5 separate regions of the Mus musculus genome follow, and all the other regions are linked to region 4. Evidence: chromatin contacts called from public HiChIP or PLAC-seq and promoter capture Hi-C data. All regions are on one chromosome and are shown on one strand. The core of a region is the stretch at or near the end of the contact, and the rest is flanking DNA. Distances in the headings are between cores, read along the strand shown. Region 1 has its middle 20 kb from the start of Krt8. Region 2 holds the start of Tfcp2 (transcription factor CP2). Region 3 holds the start of Krt4 (keratin 4). Region 4 holds the start of Acvrl1 (activin A receptor, type II-like 1). Region 5 holds the start of Pou6f1 (POU domain, class 6, transcription factor 1).

Region 1 (2,700 bases), core at 44-2,543, 860 kb after region 4:
ATACAACCTCTACAAAAGCTTGCCTCTGGTCCCAAAGGCACGTGGTACTCAAGCACACGTACACACGTGCTCACACACACACATGCGTACACACACGCACACGTACACACGCACATGCGTACTTGCAAACGCACATGCGCACTCACACGTACACACACATATGTGCACACACACGCACATATACACGCACGCACGCTCACGTGCACGTGCACATACAAGTTCACTCCCTGCCAAGCTTCCCTGGATGGGAAGGCTGTAGCTCCAGAGGGCAAAGGAGATGCTTCCATTTAGACAGCAGGTGTTCAAGACCACCTCTCTCCTGCCAAGCACCCCTCCCCTCACACAGGTCCTGTCCTAGCTCCGTGTGAGTTAAGGGATGAGAGCCTTGTGGTAGATACAGGAAATGCAGGCACAGCCTCCAGGGCCATAAGACTTACAGAGAGGGTCATCTCTGAACTAAGAGACCAAGTGCCCACCGAATGGACAGGCAAGGCATTGGAAGTGTATTTGGGGTCAGGCATACACAGCCGCAAAGAGCAGATAGTGCGTGGTTCCTTCGAGGATCCTGACAGGAGCCCGGCTGCTTTTGGCAGCAGAGAGAAAGGAATGGCTGCATACGTGGTCTCCAGTCACGTGAGGCAGGCCCTTACGCTAGTGGCTTCCTGTGTGTTCCTACTCAGTAAAACGGAGTCACACACACTAAACTGGGAAGCAAAACATTTAAGGTCCACTCTGGCATGACCCCAACTGTCCTCTCTGAGACCCCAGGACTACAGGGAGCTGGACCTGTGATCTGGGGACTCACATAGGCCAACTAAGCCCTAGTAACTCAGGTGTGCCCTTCTGATGCCGCCATGCTTGTGCCCCCTGGAGCCTGGTCTACCTCCTTCTCCATCCGCCAGCCTTAGGAGGCATGGACCTCCAGCCTCAGCCTCCGAAGGCTCTAAAAATGTTGCTTGGCTCCAGGAGCTAGGTGCTGCCTCCTGCTGGACAGATGGGGAACAGCTAGCAAGTGAGGCAATGTGGCTACAAGCCCTTGGTGCCTCTCCTCTGGTATTTAAACCCGCAGTGCACACTTTCCTTCACAAACAAGGCTGCCCAGGACATCTCACATCTCTTGGCATTCAGCTCCACCTCCCACCCACACTACAACAATGCAAGGTGTGGGACTCCCGTGGATAGAGACTAAAATCCACACAAATGTCACTCACCACGTCACGTCCTACCCAAAACAATAGGAGCTTCCCCTGATTAGCACAAAACATGCCTCTGTAGCCAATGATAGGCTGTGACCAGGACCCGCCCCGATCTCGCTCATGGAATGGGAGCTGCACGTGGCTGGCAAGCTTGGCTCTGGGTTTCAGAGCAGTTTCCTCCGTGCTCCTCTGCTGCCCTCTAGTGGAAAGATGGTGTACTTCCGGTGTACTCAAAAAAACGTCCCTCCATCGCACAGCCTTTCAGGATCTAGACACCCTGAGCAGCAGACTGGGAGGAAACGTTGAAAATCCAAGAGCTTGGAAGATAGGTCACATCCTGGGAGCCATCGGTTTGACAGAAGACAGGTCTGGCCATTGGATTCTCTCATACAGATGTCAACCTGTGCAGAAGGCTCTCTAATGAAGTATTTAAGAACCCCAAAACGTGCATTCCTAGAACAAAACTGATTTTCTCTGGAATTAAGAAAGGAGAAATAGGGCTGGAGAGATGGCTCCGCGGTTAAGAGCACTGACTGATCTTCCAGGGGTCAGGAGTTCAGTTCCCAGCAACCACATGGTGGCTCACGGCCATCTGTAATGGGATCTGATGCCCTCTTCTGGTGTGTCTGAAGACAGTGACACCTTTAACTTTCTGAAAGGCATTTTAGTGCAGTTTATGTATAACGCTAAACAAAGACCACCGAGGTTTTTTTTTTTTTAATAGCTAGCCCAGGCTCCCTCTGCTGCATTTCTGTGTCCTGAATCCTCACCCACCCACCCCACTCCAAGCACTGTGCCCCAAGACCAGCAGTGATTCTCAAAAAAAGAGAGGAGCCAGGTTTTGCCGTGTGTTCCTGTTCAGGGTCCTGTAGAGCTGTCACCGAGGCAAGCTTGTCCCTCTGGCCTCTGTGTCCCTGCTTAGAGTCAATTTCCAGAAACAGTTTCTAGTGACCCATTCGAGGATGGCCAAGATGGAGTCCTTAAATATTTGGACTAGTGGCTAGCATTTTAAAATCAGGTTTCAGGCTGGAGAGATGCTCGGAGTTGAGGGCACTGGCTGCCCTTCCAGAAGACCCGAGTTCAATTCCCAGCCCCCACATGGCAGCTCACAACTGTCTGTCCAGCTTCAGCAGATCCAACACCTCACATAGACAGGCAGGCAAAACACCAATTTACATAAAATAAAAATAAATAATTTTTAAATAAATAAATATAGAAATCTGGTTTCATATAAAATTTCAGGTCTCTACTGCAAAGTTGAAACTTGTGGCCACTCTGGAACCAGATTCCTTGGCAGAAACCAGGAAAGACCACAAAAAACGAGGGCTGTGGCTGCCCACTCTCCTTAGCATTGAAAGATGCTGGTGGACACTGGCCAGACAGAAGAATAAGCCATAAATGAGAGCCACCAGTAGAACTTTGTGAGAGACTCACTGTGTATCTCTGGCTGTCCTGGAAATCACTGTAGTCTCCAACTCACAGAAATCCACCTGCATCTGCCTCC
Region 2 (2,700 bases), core at 136-2,635, 580 kb before region 4:
CTGGGTGCTGGTATTTCAGTTGTGCACTAGTACTCTCGTCTTTCTTTTGTCTTTTTGTTGTTGTTGTTGGGGTTTTTTTTGTTGTTGTTGTTTTTTCAAGACAGGGTTTCTCTGTGTAGTCCTGGCTGTCCTGGAACTCACTCTGTAGACCAGGCTGGCCTCGAACTCAGAAATCCGCCTGCCTCTGCCTCCCGAGTGCTGGGATCAAAGGCGTGCGCCTCTTTGTCACTTTTTAGACATTCTCAGCTCAAGTTTCCAAAGACAGGAACCCTGGAAGAAAACCTTAAAACAAGTCTGTTGTAAGAGACAGCTGTCTGTGGACTTCTTGTCCAAGGTATCCCATCTCTTCCCAACAAGTCGTCAACCTTGAACCTCAGTTCCCAGCTGCCGGACTTCTTTAGATATCCCTCAACTGCCCCTTCTTCACGTGAATCCAGACATACCCAAGCATACAGTCAGTGTCCAAGTCTCCTACACCATCTGGATGCAAGGGCCCTACAGAGTTGACTCTAGAGTCTTTCCTGTCCTCCCATACCACTACTACTCAAACCAGAGGATGGGGGAGGTAGGGAGGTGTAAGGGGGGGGGTAATCTGCCCACCAAGCTGCAGGCTGTTCTCTTAAACTGTACAGCCGCCCTCCCACCTTTCAAGATCCTGCCTTTGTTATTAAGAAGGTAAGGTCTGGGAGGCATCTCACTCACCTCATACTATAAGCACCAGCACCCAGTTCCTGGCCAATGCCGGACAGGCTAGCATCAAAGTCCTGCACAAGCCCCGACTCGATCACTTCGTCGGCTAGCGGCAGCTTCAGAGCCCAGGCCATCCCGGCTCCTTCCTTGCCCCAACAGGCGCCGGCTCCTGTACAAAGGCGCGGAGCGTAACTCTACCCGGCAGACAGCACAGTGGAAGTCAGCTACAAACCCAGCTCCTCGCGCAGCGCCCCAAGCCTGACCTACGGGCTGCACCCTGGCTACTCCTCGGGAGCCCCGGTGACAGGAATCCCTCCCGTTCGGCTCTCGGGATCGTGAGGCACCAGGTCCCGCCGGAGCTCAGCCGGACTCGGGCTCTCTGAAGCCCACCGGTCGGTCGCTCGGCGTCCTCCGCTCAGCCTCAAAGCGGAGACGCGCAGGACACCGGGCGCTCCGAGCGTCCCCTCCGCCCCCCTAGGTGGAAAGCTCCTCCCTCCGGGCATCCGCACTTTCCCTCAGGCCTCGCTTCCGGTCAACCAGATAACTTCCGGTCACCGATTCTTCTCCCCGCCCCCCCACTCCGCTCTCAGCACAAACCCAGGGTTCCTCCGAGCCGTCCCCACACCCTCCTTAGCCACCACGACCGCCTGGAAGCGTGGACAGCGAAAGTTCGGCGCAGACTCGAAGCGCAAACCCGCCCCCAGCGCCAACCAATCAGGACGTCCGCTACGGCCATGGCGCAACGTCACCATCCATCTACCAATGAAGAAGAGACTGGTTCTGTCTTCGCAGCGGTGATAGGCTATCGACGCGAAGGCTTCCGCCCCCGGAGTAGTGGGCGGGCTCAGTGCTTAGGCGTGAACCCGGGTCGCAGGCTCTCGGTCCTGACAGTAGAGCAGAACTGCGGTTCTATCTTTCCGCTTCCCGCTCCCATTCCCGGAGGGACTTTCGTTCCCGTGTGTCCAGTCCTAAACTCTCCCCATTTGCCTTCCCTTATCTTCACCCTTCTCCCTAAGGCATTCGCGCAGGAAACAGGGAAAACTATTGGGGTTTTTGTTGATGTTCAGACGGGGTCTTTAGGTAACTTTAGCTGACCCAGAACTGAGAGATCCACACCCCCAGCCTGAGTGCTAGGATCAAAAGCGTGCACACTACACCTTGCTTGTTGTTTTGTTTCTGTTTGGTTGGTTCTTTGATGTTTTGTTTTTGTTTGTTTTAGGCAATGATGAATGAGTGTTGGGGAAAAATCTGCAGAGCAAAGTCAGAGCTGGCATCTTTATTTATAGTATGATAACTTAAGAGTATTCTCCAAGAGATTGAATTTACTAAACTGTAAATCAAGAACAACCATAGCCAGGCATAGTGGTTCATGCCTTTGATCCCAGCACTCCAGAGACAGAGGCAGGCAGATCTGATTTCCAGGTGAGCCAGGGCTAGATAATGAAGACCCTGGAGCAGGAGGTGAAATCATACCTCCTCCACCTTGCTCCTGAGGATTAATTACGGCCATTTTTAAAATTAAGCACGGGCAAAATACCTGTATGCTATGAACAGTATTGCAGAAGTCCTCAAGACAGGGTTGTAATCCCTTCCTAAAAGGGCATTGTGTGTTCCTAAAAACCTAGCACTCAGTAGGCTGAGGCAGAAGGATCTCCACAAGTTCAAGAACAGTCTAGACTACATAGCAATTTCCATAACAGCCAGGTCTACCTAGCATCTCTAGTCATTGTTTGCTCGTTTGTTGAGACAGGGTTCTTTTTGTCGCCTGGGCTGTCTTGGAACTCTGTATACCACTAGGGTCCTTAGGTCACCAGACTGGCCTTGAAGTCAAAAGATCTGCCTGCCTCTGCCTCCCATCTTAAAAAAAAAAAAATTCTAAAGGTAAATGTCACTTATTTTACCAAACAGAAAGGTAAGGCTAGAACTAAATTGTCATGATAAACATGCCTCTGCCGGCCAAAGACATCCCCTGTCTGTGGAAGTGTGCTTCGTTCTGTATGCCAACACAAT
Region 3 (2,700 bases), core at 168-2,667, 800 kb after region 4:
GCAGGCACTTGCGTTCAAGGGATACAGACCCATGGCGAAGAACACATTCACTTTCAGAACAGGCTAAGCATGGTGACGCACGTGTATGCTCCAGCACTCAGGAGGCTGAGGTAGGAGGATGATGAGTCTGAAGCCGATATGAGCTACAGAGGAAAACCTTGTCTCCTGAATCTGTATACGATTAACTCTAACTACAAATGGCCCAGACATGTTCTAAGACTCAGCTGGAATCCATCCTGGCATGGACTTCCTGGAGCCTTCTCTCTCTAACGCACCCAGCCGGGCCAGCTAAAGGAGTGGTTGGCAGAGCATCTCCATGTTACATTCAAGCAGCAAAACTCCTGCCTTCTGAACTCAAAGGCTGAGATGAAAGGAAATACTGCCAACAAGCACAGAAAACTCTTAGTCTAACGTTCAAGTCTGTACTCCCAGGGTCACGGTAAAGCCTCCAGGAGCTACTACAGGCTCGTTCAAGCCAGTGTAGCCACTCATCCTCCTCCAAGGGGTTCACTCTTGCCTCAAACACCTAAAGGAACCAAAACCTTGATGCCCAGCAACCTAGAACAGCCTGGGCTAGAGCACTGCATTGGCCCCTAGCCATAGATTTCTGGGTAACCAGATTCTATGATGCATGCCTACAATTGGGCTACATAGAAAAGATCTCCAGGTTTTGCCTTTTTAAAAAATGGAATCTGGGCTAGAAAAAGCAAAGAGTACCTCCTCTGCTCTTCAAGCATCCTCAGAGACGAGGGGTTTCACCCAGAGTCAGAAGTAGGTATGAGGTGACTTCCTGGCTAAGACCCAGGGCCCAGGGCTTAGAAACCCCGCACTCCACCACCCTCTGCAAAGATCAGGCTCACTCGCCTTATCGATGAAGGACGCGAATTTGTTGTTGAGGGTCTTGATCTGCTCACGCTCCGCCGTGCGGATTTTCTGGATCTCTGGGTCAATCTCCACCTGAAGAGGTGTCAGCAGGCTCTGGTTGATGGTGACTTCCTGAATACCTCCAGCAGGACAGACTGGGAAGCCAGGACCTCCTCGACCGTTGAAGGAGCCTCCAAAGCCACCGCCAAAACCACCGGCACCAAACCCAGCACCGTATCCTCCAACGCCGAAGCCTCCGGCACCCCCATAGCCGCCGCCTTGGCAGGACCCAGCCACGCTCATGGAGATACTCTTGTGACCCCCGAGGTTGTAAAGACTTCTGCTGCCGAAGCCCCCAGAAGAGCAGCGCCCTGCACCGCCAGACATGGAGCCTGAGCTAAAGGCCACTCGCTTGACACCACCAGCAATAGCTGAGCCACTGCTAAAGCCCCGGGAGGCTCCGCGGACACTTGACTGTCTGGCGATCATGGCTGAGAGAGGAGGCAGCTGCAACGAGCTTAGAACAGAAGCGAAGCAAAGGCCAGATCCTGAATGCCAGAACCCTCGGCCCTTGTGGCTTATATGCGCTGGAGCAGCAGGGCTTGGTTGCAGGGGCATAAAGGGAAAAATCCGAAGTATCTCTGGGCTGGGCCTTTGGCAACGGCCCATCTCTCTTGCACCTGCTGAACATGTCACTAAGCACACCTAGAAAAGTCACTGGGAGGGCACAGCTTACGGTCTCATCCCTCGCTGAGCCAGTGCCCCAGGGCCTCCTGTATCACTGCCCACCTGACTCAGACTTGCAAGGCCCCACTGCCCTTCCTCCTTCTTTCCCAGCCTCATGGGGCTCCTGCTACAGACACCTAGTCTGATCACCCCTACTTGCATGCCACAGACCCTGGAACCTGAGAGCCTGGGTTCTAGGGCACAGCCTGCCATTGCCAGGCTATGCACCCTGACCTGTGTGTGCAAGCTGCTCCCTGAGCTCAGCCCAGGGACTCATAAATTGGAAAGAATGCAAATATTTACTTTTCCTTTCAATACAAAAGAGATTGTGATCTTGGATGGGAGCTTGGCAAGCTGTCAGCATCAACTCTTATGCCTGTGTCCATCATTCTTATCCTCTGTGTGTCCCTGGCCACTTGTTCACCTATGAAACAAGGCTCTTCTCTTACAGTTCCAGCCTGGTAGCCTTTCCAACCAAGACCCAAAGAAACTCCTGGATGGGATTCTACCGTGTGGCCCATAGCCACCCTGGGCTTACAGGGCTTCCCCAGAACACAGCACGTCTGGGTTGGTTTGTATGCTTGTTTGTTTGTTTTGTTTTGTTTTTTCTGAAGTGGTCCCAGAATTCTGGAAAGAGATTCCTAACATTCTTGATGCTGAGTATTGCTTTGGCAGACTGGTGGTCATTCAGGGCCATGTGCGAGATACAAAATCATAGTTTTACTCCCAGAACTTGGATTTCTCCTAACTGAGCAGAACTGGCCTATACAGAGTCTATTCATCTCTCACTAATTATGCAGTCTGGGGTGGGCCATCTGATACCTCTGAGACCAGCCAACTCACTTTATAAATAAAATAAGACATGTTCCTATGCATAGATAAGACAATATATCCAAGGTGCCTAGTACACTGGAGACAAACAGGCATCCGCTCTCATCCTGTCCAGGGACTAGGAAATCCAATACATCTGAGTTTCCTCCTCCCTCCATCATTGAGAAAATGACCCAGAGGTGAGAAAGAGCAACCACCAGCACATGGATAATCCCACCTGCCTGAATCACACCCATGTCCCCCAAAAGCTTCCTTGATACACAGAGAACTCAGGGTGAG
Region 4 (2,700 bases), core at 188-2,687:
TTGGGTTCACAAGAACAGCCCAGGCACCAGCCAGTGTCGGGAACGCTAAGAAGAGGGGAAAGATGCCACCCCTGTCCACAGCTTCTCTTCAACCTCCTAAATTGACTTCTCTCCGTCTTACTTCACAGGCCTGCCCACAGAAACTCTTCAGTCCCCACTGACCCCCTCAGCCACTTCCCAGCTCCTGACCTTACCCATGGTCCCCTATCTGCCCCTTCCCAAGGAGGCGGACCTTAGACTTGGGCTGCAGAGGTCCCATGGGTCCTGTCCCACTCAAGACAGAGAGCCGCCGGCTGGAGAATGAAAGGCTTACCGGAAGCCATGGCATGTGGGAGGAAGAGTGGGTGTGAAGATGGTCATGTATCCAAGCTCCCTGTTCTATAGAGTGTAACAAAGCGACCACCACAATCTGGAAAAGCAGATACTGTAATCCATAGTACTGCAAGACATGGTCTGTCCTGACCCTGAAATTTGGTTGAGCCGGGGCTCTGGAAGGTCATGGGGCTCACAATTCAAGAAGCTGCTAGCATGTGGAGCTCAGCAGAGGAAGTAAGACCAGTGGGAGCCTCCCGCCTTTCTCTCCCCCAGCCTCTATCCTTGCCAAAGGATAGGGCACCTCTGTCCCATCTTGCAAAATCTACATGACAGGCATGACACCTTAGAGATTGCTTCTGTGTTCTCCCACTGGGCTAGGGCCACCCCTTCCCTAGCCTTCTCAAATATTAGCCGACAAACTCCTTCCTTGAGGAACTTAGATAGGCACCATCTTTTACCGTTTGAAAGATGGAACACTATGCTCATTAGTAGCGGGGGGGGGGGGGGGGGGTTGAAGCCCCTGGAGGTGTTAGTGGGGTCACAGCAACTAGCCTGGATTCCCAGCTGGTGGAACTACTTCAAGGTCCCCCACAAGGATATTCACAAGGCTAAGAGTAAAACTCAAGTCCTGCCCAGGAAAGCATAGATTTTCACCCAGTCCCAGCCTGTACTGCCGATCAGGAAGAGGAAGAGTGTCCTGTCTTCCCCATCCCGAGCCCTCTGCCCAACTCCCCAGCCGCAGGTCCCAGCCTCACAAGGTTCCATGCCCCAAATTCTAAAGCTCCCCATCTGGTAGTTGTGCCCCGCCCCCATCCCGTGGTTGGGGTCCCAGCCCGGCTAGACAAAAAGGACACGGCTGAACAGAAAAGACAAGGTGGCCTTTCCCTCTATTCTGGCCACCCCTGACCTGAGGGAGAGGAACAACTAACTGTCAAGCCTTGAGGTGCACAGACCAGACTGACTCAGAACGGACCTATCTAGGTTTCTTTAGCCCGAGGCTGAGCGTTGATGGCCAGCACTGTGGACAACGGAAGGGAACAAAAGTATTAAGGGTGAAGGGCTGGAATTTGGAGGCAAAAAGATTTAAGCCAACTGGAGAATCCAAAGGGCGGAGCCAACTCTGGAGCAGACACTCCCAGCCCAAACTCAGCTTTCTTAGCGCTGTTCCTTAGGAGTGAGCACAGGTAAGTTGGCTGCTACCTCACGCGGGTCCCTCCCTGAAGCCCTCACGAATCTAGATTTCTGCCTCTGGGTGCAGGCTACCCTCTCCTGGCCTAGAGCGACGCTTCCGCAGCTAGCTCAGTCCCTACGTTCCTACCCAGGACGCACGGGACCCCAATGCCTGGGTTCGAAGCCTGTCCCTTCGTGGCAGGGAGGGGCTGGGGTGGTCGCACTCGGTCTGCAGCCCTCTAGAGCCGAGCCCTGCTGCTGGGAGGCGTACTGGGCAATAGGAAACGAGTTATTAGGAGGGAGTGGTGGAGCCGGGCCAGGCAGGAAGAAGCTAGAATAAGAAACATTTTGCTCCAGCCCCTTCCCAGTCCCCGGAGGCCGCCGCGCCAGCCGCGCAGATCGAGACCTTTCCCGGCCCCACAGGCCGGCTCTGGACGTGAGACCCCGGCCGCCTCCGGCAAGGAGAGGCGGGGGTCGAGTCGCCCTGTCCAAAGGTGAGTCGGAGTGCCGCTGGGCCGGGCAGGGAGACCTGTCCCTGGTCTCAGGGGGACCCTTCTTTATGTGGATCTCAAAGACCTCTCAGACGGCGCGTGGCAGGGTCAGTTTTAGCCGGGCAAGACAGTCAGCAGTCCCCTGGTTGTGGACACACACCTCCCTGCTACCCCGACCTGAGCGTGGAAGGGGGCGGGTCGAGCACGGATGGGGAATCAAAAAACTTTTTTTGCTAGGTATCCTGAGGCCTTTAGCTTCTCTTCCCTGCCGAGATTAACTCTTCTACCCTTATCTATAAAGGTAAAACGGGACTGAAAGATTCTTCCCTCCTGAGCTCCAGGGTGCTCTGTTGACATAGGAGCGACTTCCCTTGCGGAACCTCCTCATAGAGACCACTTAACCTGGCACCCCAATCCTTATCTCTATAGGGTCACAGAATTCCCCTGCCGTGGGTGTCCTTGACATTCCCCTTTAGGGACTCCTGGCCCTCCCCCAGGCTGAGATCCAGGCAGTCAGTCAGCCCTGCAGAGAACAGCTCTGCTTTCTTAGGTCTTCCTTTGAAGGACACATTCCCCTGCTCACGAGCAACTTCTGGATGAGTTCGGCCCCCTCTCTGACCCTCCAGGGTCAGTCTGTCTAGGGGGTCTGTCTAGGGTCTTTCCTCTCTGGATCCTCACCACTCTAGCTGGCCCCCCACCTGTCTTCACAATTATCCTTCTTTGT
Region 5 (2,700 bases), core at 160-2,659, 530 kb before region 4:
CAACAGTTTTACTTTTCTTAGTTGCCAAATAGTTAGTGCCTCTAGGAAGAAACAGAAACCAGCGTGTCTTCTCTGTTTCTCTCTCTCTGGCTTTACCTGATCTGATTTTTTTTTTTTTGTTTTTTTCCGAGTTTGTTTGTCTTGCTCCTTCCAGGACAGGTGGGGCTTTGTCTGAGTGCGGCTCTCGCACACTGATTTTTTTTTATTGAAGTACCATAGAAGGAATGAATGTGATTCTGCTTTACATATGTAAAGAGGCCCCCGAGTCACAGAAATATCCTGCTCACAAACTTCAATCAAAACGGAATACACGCCCAGCATGCCGGTTTGCAGTGTTGACTGTCGTAGATTACCAAAGCGACGGGTATATATGCATGGAACTGGGGGCCCCGCCTTCTATTTTGTGAGCAAGGAATGCCAGGGAGCCAACAGGCTACAGTCTCTGTGTCTGCTAGGAGCTTCCTGTCTTTGGCCTAGGGAAGCTTTTGAGCAGGCTTTCATTTTCTCCTGCCCAGCTGCAGCGACTACTCTGTAAAGGTTTCAGGCTTCCCACCCAAGCCCGAGGAGGCGATCTTAGCGCTGAAGTGGCTTAGAAGCCACTCTGGAGATCCCTCAGCCTTGCCAGGTGCAAATGTCCCGGGAGGAGATAGTGGGCCCGTTTTATGACATTATTAATACTAATACTGTCATTAAATATTTATGAAGTGCTCACGCTCTGATCGACGGTGACCCTCCCACCATTCCCCCATCCTTCCAGTGACAGCGAGGTCTCTGCCCCCCAGAGTCCCACCAGCCCTTTCTCCGGAGTAGCGGTGACAGGTCGCCAGGGAACCCAAGCGTCCCGGGATCCAGGACTCTACGTGCCTCTCCCCGACACCCCGCCCCCCACCAGGGCAGGGCGTCCACCCAAGCGGCCGCCCCTCCTCGAGTGTCCGCGGGGACCGGAGACCAGGGTGCGGCCCGGGGTCTGCGGCCCCAGGTGGGCAGAGCGCGGCCCTCGACTCCCAGAGCTCCAGCCTCCGGGGCCGCAGCCCGCCGCCCCGGCCCCGCGCCTTTTTCTCTCTTTATCATAAATATATAAATTATGCTAATTACGGGCATTGCATATTAACCAAATTCGAAACCTCCCCTGCCCGGCCCCCTCCCCCTCCGTGCAAAGCCCTCCCCGCCCCGGACCCCGCTACTCACCGGAGCCCGAAGCCCAGCCTCCCGCTCCCCGGCTGCCCAGCGGCCACCGGCTAGACACTCATCCCCCAGCCCGGGCCAGGGGGCCGCGGCCGGGGCGGCCGCCCGCAGACAAAGAAGCCGGAGCGGCTCGGCCCGGCTCGCTCGGCCCGGAGCCACTCGGGACCCGCCGCCCCCTGAGCCCCCCGCCGGGGCTGGCAGAGCGGAGCGGCGGTGGGTTGCGGGCCACGCACGGGCCGGGACGCCGGGGGCGGGGGCGGCCAGGTGCAGTCCCCTCCTCGCCCCCTCCTCCCTCCCCCCCTTTCCCTCCTTCTGCTACTTGGATTTTTTTAGCTGCTGCGTCATGAGCATAATTTATGCAAAGCGCTTTGCCGCATGCTGCACCTCCCGCGCCAGCCGCCGGGGGCGGCGGTCAGGAAAAGGAGGGGGGGTCTGGGAAGCTGCGAGCTGCGCGTGGGGGTGGGTAGGAACCCCAGGCCTCGCGGGGACTGGGACCCAGGGCCTGTGGGGCCGCTTGACTCAGCCCCCTTGGAGAGCAGGACTGGAGTCTCGATAGGGGACCCCGTGTCGCCTTCCCTTCAGCCGAGGATTGAGCAGTGACAACCGTGACTCTCTGGTGGTCAACTGCCCTTCTCAACGGCCAACCTCAAGTTCACGTCTGTCCTCTAGGCCGTAAAGGAGAGGGAACTCGGACGTCACTAAGGCTCAGGGTCTCCGGAGCAGCTGTGCACATCCCAGAGGGACCAGGGTCCCGGACGCTCTGCTGAGCTAGCTCGCTTTCCCACCTTCAGGAGGGGCGGGGTCCCACCTGCAGCCTGCGGGCTAGTCAAGCAGCACACGAAGGTGTGAAAAGAAAGGCAAAGTTTGACGCGATGGAGAAAAACAAGCCACTGTTTTGGGGACCGTGATGGTGGGGAGGGTTTGTTATATCTACTGACTTTTGAAGGTAGAGGGAGACTCAGAGGCCGATTAGGGGCCAGGGGAACGAAGGTTTGGGACATAATGGACAAAAGAAGGAAGACCAGGAGAGCGAGAAAGAATGAAGGGAGTCACCAGAGAAGAGCGTTATCAACGCAGCCAAGTGGATTCCCAACAGTGTTTCCCTCTTCGCCCTCACCCCACACCCGTGCTTCCGTGGTCTAGGATGATCTCGGTAGGCCGTGCAGAAGCAGCAATAGGAGAAATGATGAACTGTAGAGCCCTTGCCAGACAGTCCCTTAAACGTCTCCAGTGGAAGCACACACTCAGGAGGAGAGGGGAGCAGCATCGGCTGGGTTTGACCAACAGGTACACTCCAGGCTGCCTGCATCATGCTGGCTACTGGTGCCGCAGAGCTGGGCTGTCCGCTGTTTTCCTGGGGCCATGGAGGAGGCACTGCGGGTGAGACTAACTAAAGGGTCAAGAACCAGAAAGCTTGGGGTTTTATCCCAGCGCGTCCATCCATTTGCGGTCTAGGCAAACGATACAGTTTAGTTTTACAAACAGAGGTAGCCTGAGCCGGGCACCGTCCCACCT

What was found. Promoter capture Hi-C pulls out the DNA fragments that hold promoters and counts their contacts. HiChIP or PLAC-seq counts read pairs in DNA pulled down with a chosen protein or histone mark.
Region 1: a promoter capture Hi-C map of liver shows a contact between it and region 4, with 2.4 times the contacts expected there. The contact joins the enhancer-like site here to the promoter of Acvrl1 in region 4. A contact is called at or near these places in 11 of 39 promoter capture datasets (the 3T3-L1 cell line, 3T3-L1-derived adipocytes, cranial neural crest and 6 more), 1 of 15 datasets of contacts at CTCF or cohesin (large pre-B cells), 2 of 484 Hi-C or Micro-C datasets (the G1E-ER4 cell line and muscle stem cells), 3 of 115 datasets of contacts at active chromatin or transcription factors (astrocytes, bone marrow-derived macrophages and pancreatic cancer cells) and 2 of 9 other capture datasets (adipose tissue and liver).
Region 2: an H3K27ac HiChIP or PLAC-seq map of microglia shows a contact between it and region 4, with 5 times the contacts expected there. The contact joins the promoter of Tfcp2 here to the promoter of Acvrl1 in region 4. A contact is called at or near these places in 8 of 39 promoter capture datasets (the 3T3-L1 cell line, 3T3-L1-derived adipocytes, the C10 cell line and 3 more) and 3 of 115 datasets of contacts at active chromatin or transcription factors (extraembryonic endoderm stem cells, memory CD8 T cells and microglia).
Region 3: a contact with region 4 is called in a promoter capture Hi-C map of liver, with 2.4 times the contacts expected there. The contact joins the promoter of Krt4 here to the promoter of Acvrl1 in region 4. A contact is called at or near these places in 4 of 39 promoter capture datasets (hippocampal neurons, liver and pre-B cells).
Region 5: a promoter capture Hi-C map of hippocampal neurons shows a contact between it and region 4, with 2.4 times the contacts expected there. The contact joins the promoter of Pou6f1 here to the promoter of Acvrl1 in region 4. A contact is called at or near these places in 7 of 39 promoter capture datasets (the 3T3-L1 cell line, 3T3-L1-derived adipocytes, the C10 cell line and 2 more), 1 of 484 Hi-C or Micro-C datasets (LSK cells), 2 of 115 datasets of contacts at active chromatin or transcription factors (bone marrow-derived macrophages and microglia) and 1 of 9 other capture datasets (liver).

Annotation. Positions count from the first base shown.
Region 1 is chr15:101,983,123-101,985,822 of GRCm38.p6, forward strand. It overlaps a transcript of Krt78 not described here. Among named protein-coding and RNA genes, the nearest start is that of Krt8, 20 kb to the right of the region's middle. Within about 2 kb of position 1,294, at least 318 of the 459 cell types and tissues checked have an H3K27ac peak or open chromatin away from gene starts, as enhancers often do. A contact at or near this core is called in 3T3-L1-derived adipocytes, the G1E-ER4 cell line, adipose tissue and 7 more, where this site is marked.
Region 2 is chr15:100,550,623-100,553,322 of GRCm38.p6, forward strand. Tfcp2 (transcription factor CP2) reads right to left here and starts at 1,386. Exons shown (of 16, transcript NM_033476.3): 1 at 1,288-1,386; 2 at 703-859. The coding sequence starts at 824.
Region 3 is chr15:101,923,318-101,926,017 of GRCm38.p6, forward strand. It overlaps Krt4 (keratin 4), which reads right to left and starts at 1,418. Exons shown (of 9, transcript NM_008475.2): 1 at 865-1,418. The coding sequence starts at 1,353.
Region 4 is chr15:101,127,085-101,129,784 of GRCm38.p6, forward strand. Acvrl1 (activin A receptor, type II-like 1) reads left to right here and starts at 1,438. Exons shown (of 11, transcript NM_001277257.1): 1 at 1,438-1,499; 2 at 1,843-1,979.
Region 5 is chr15:100,598,575-100,601,274 of GRCm38.p6, forward strand. Pou6f1 (POU domain, class 6, transcription factor 1) reads right to left here and starts at 1,410. Exons shown (of 11, transcript NM_001304965.1): 1 at 1,189-1,410.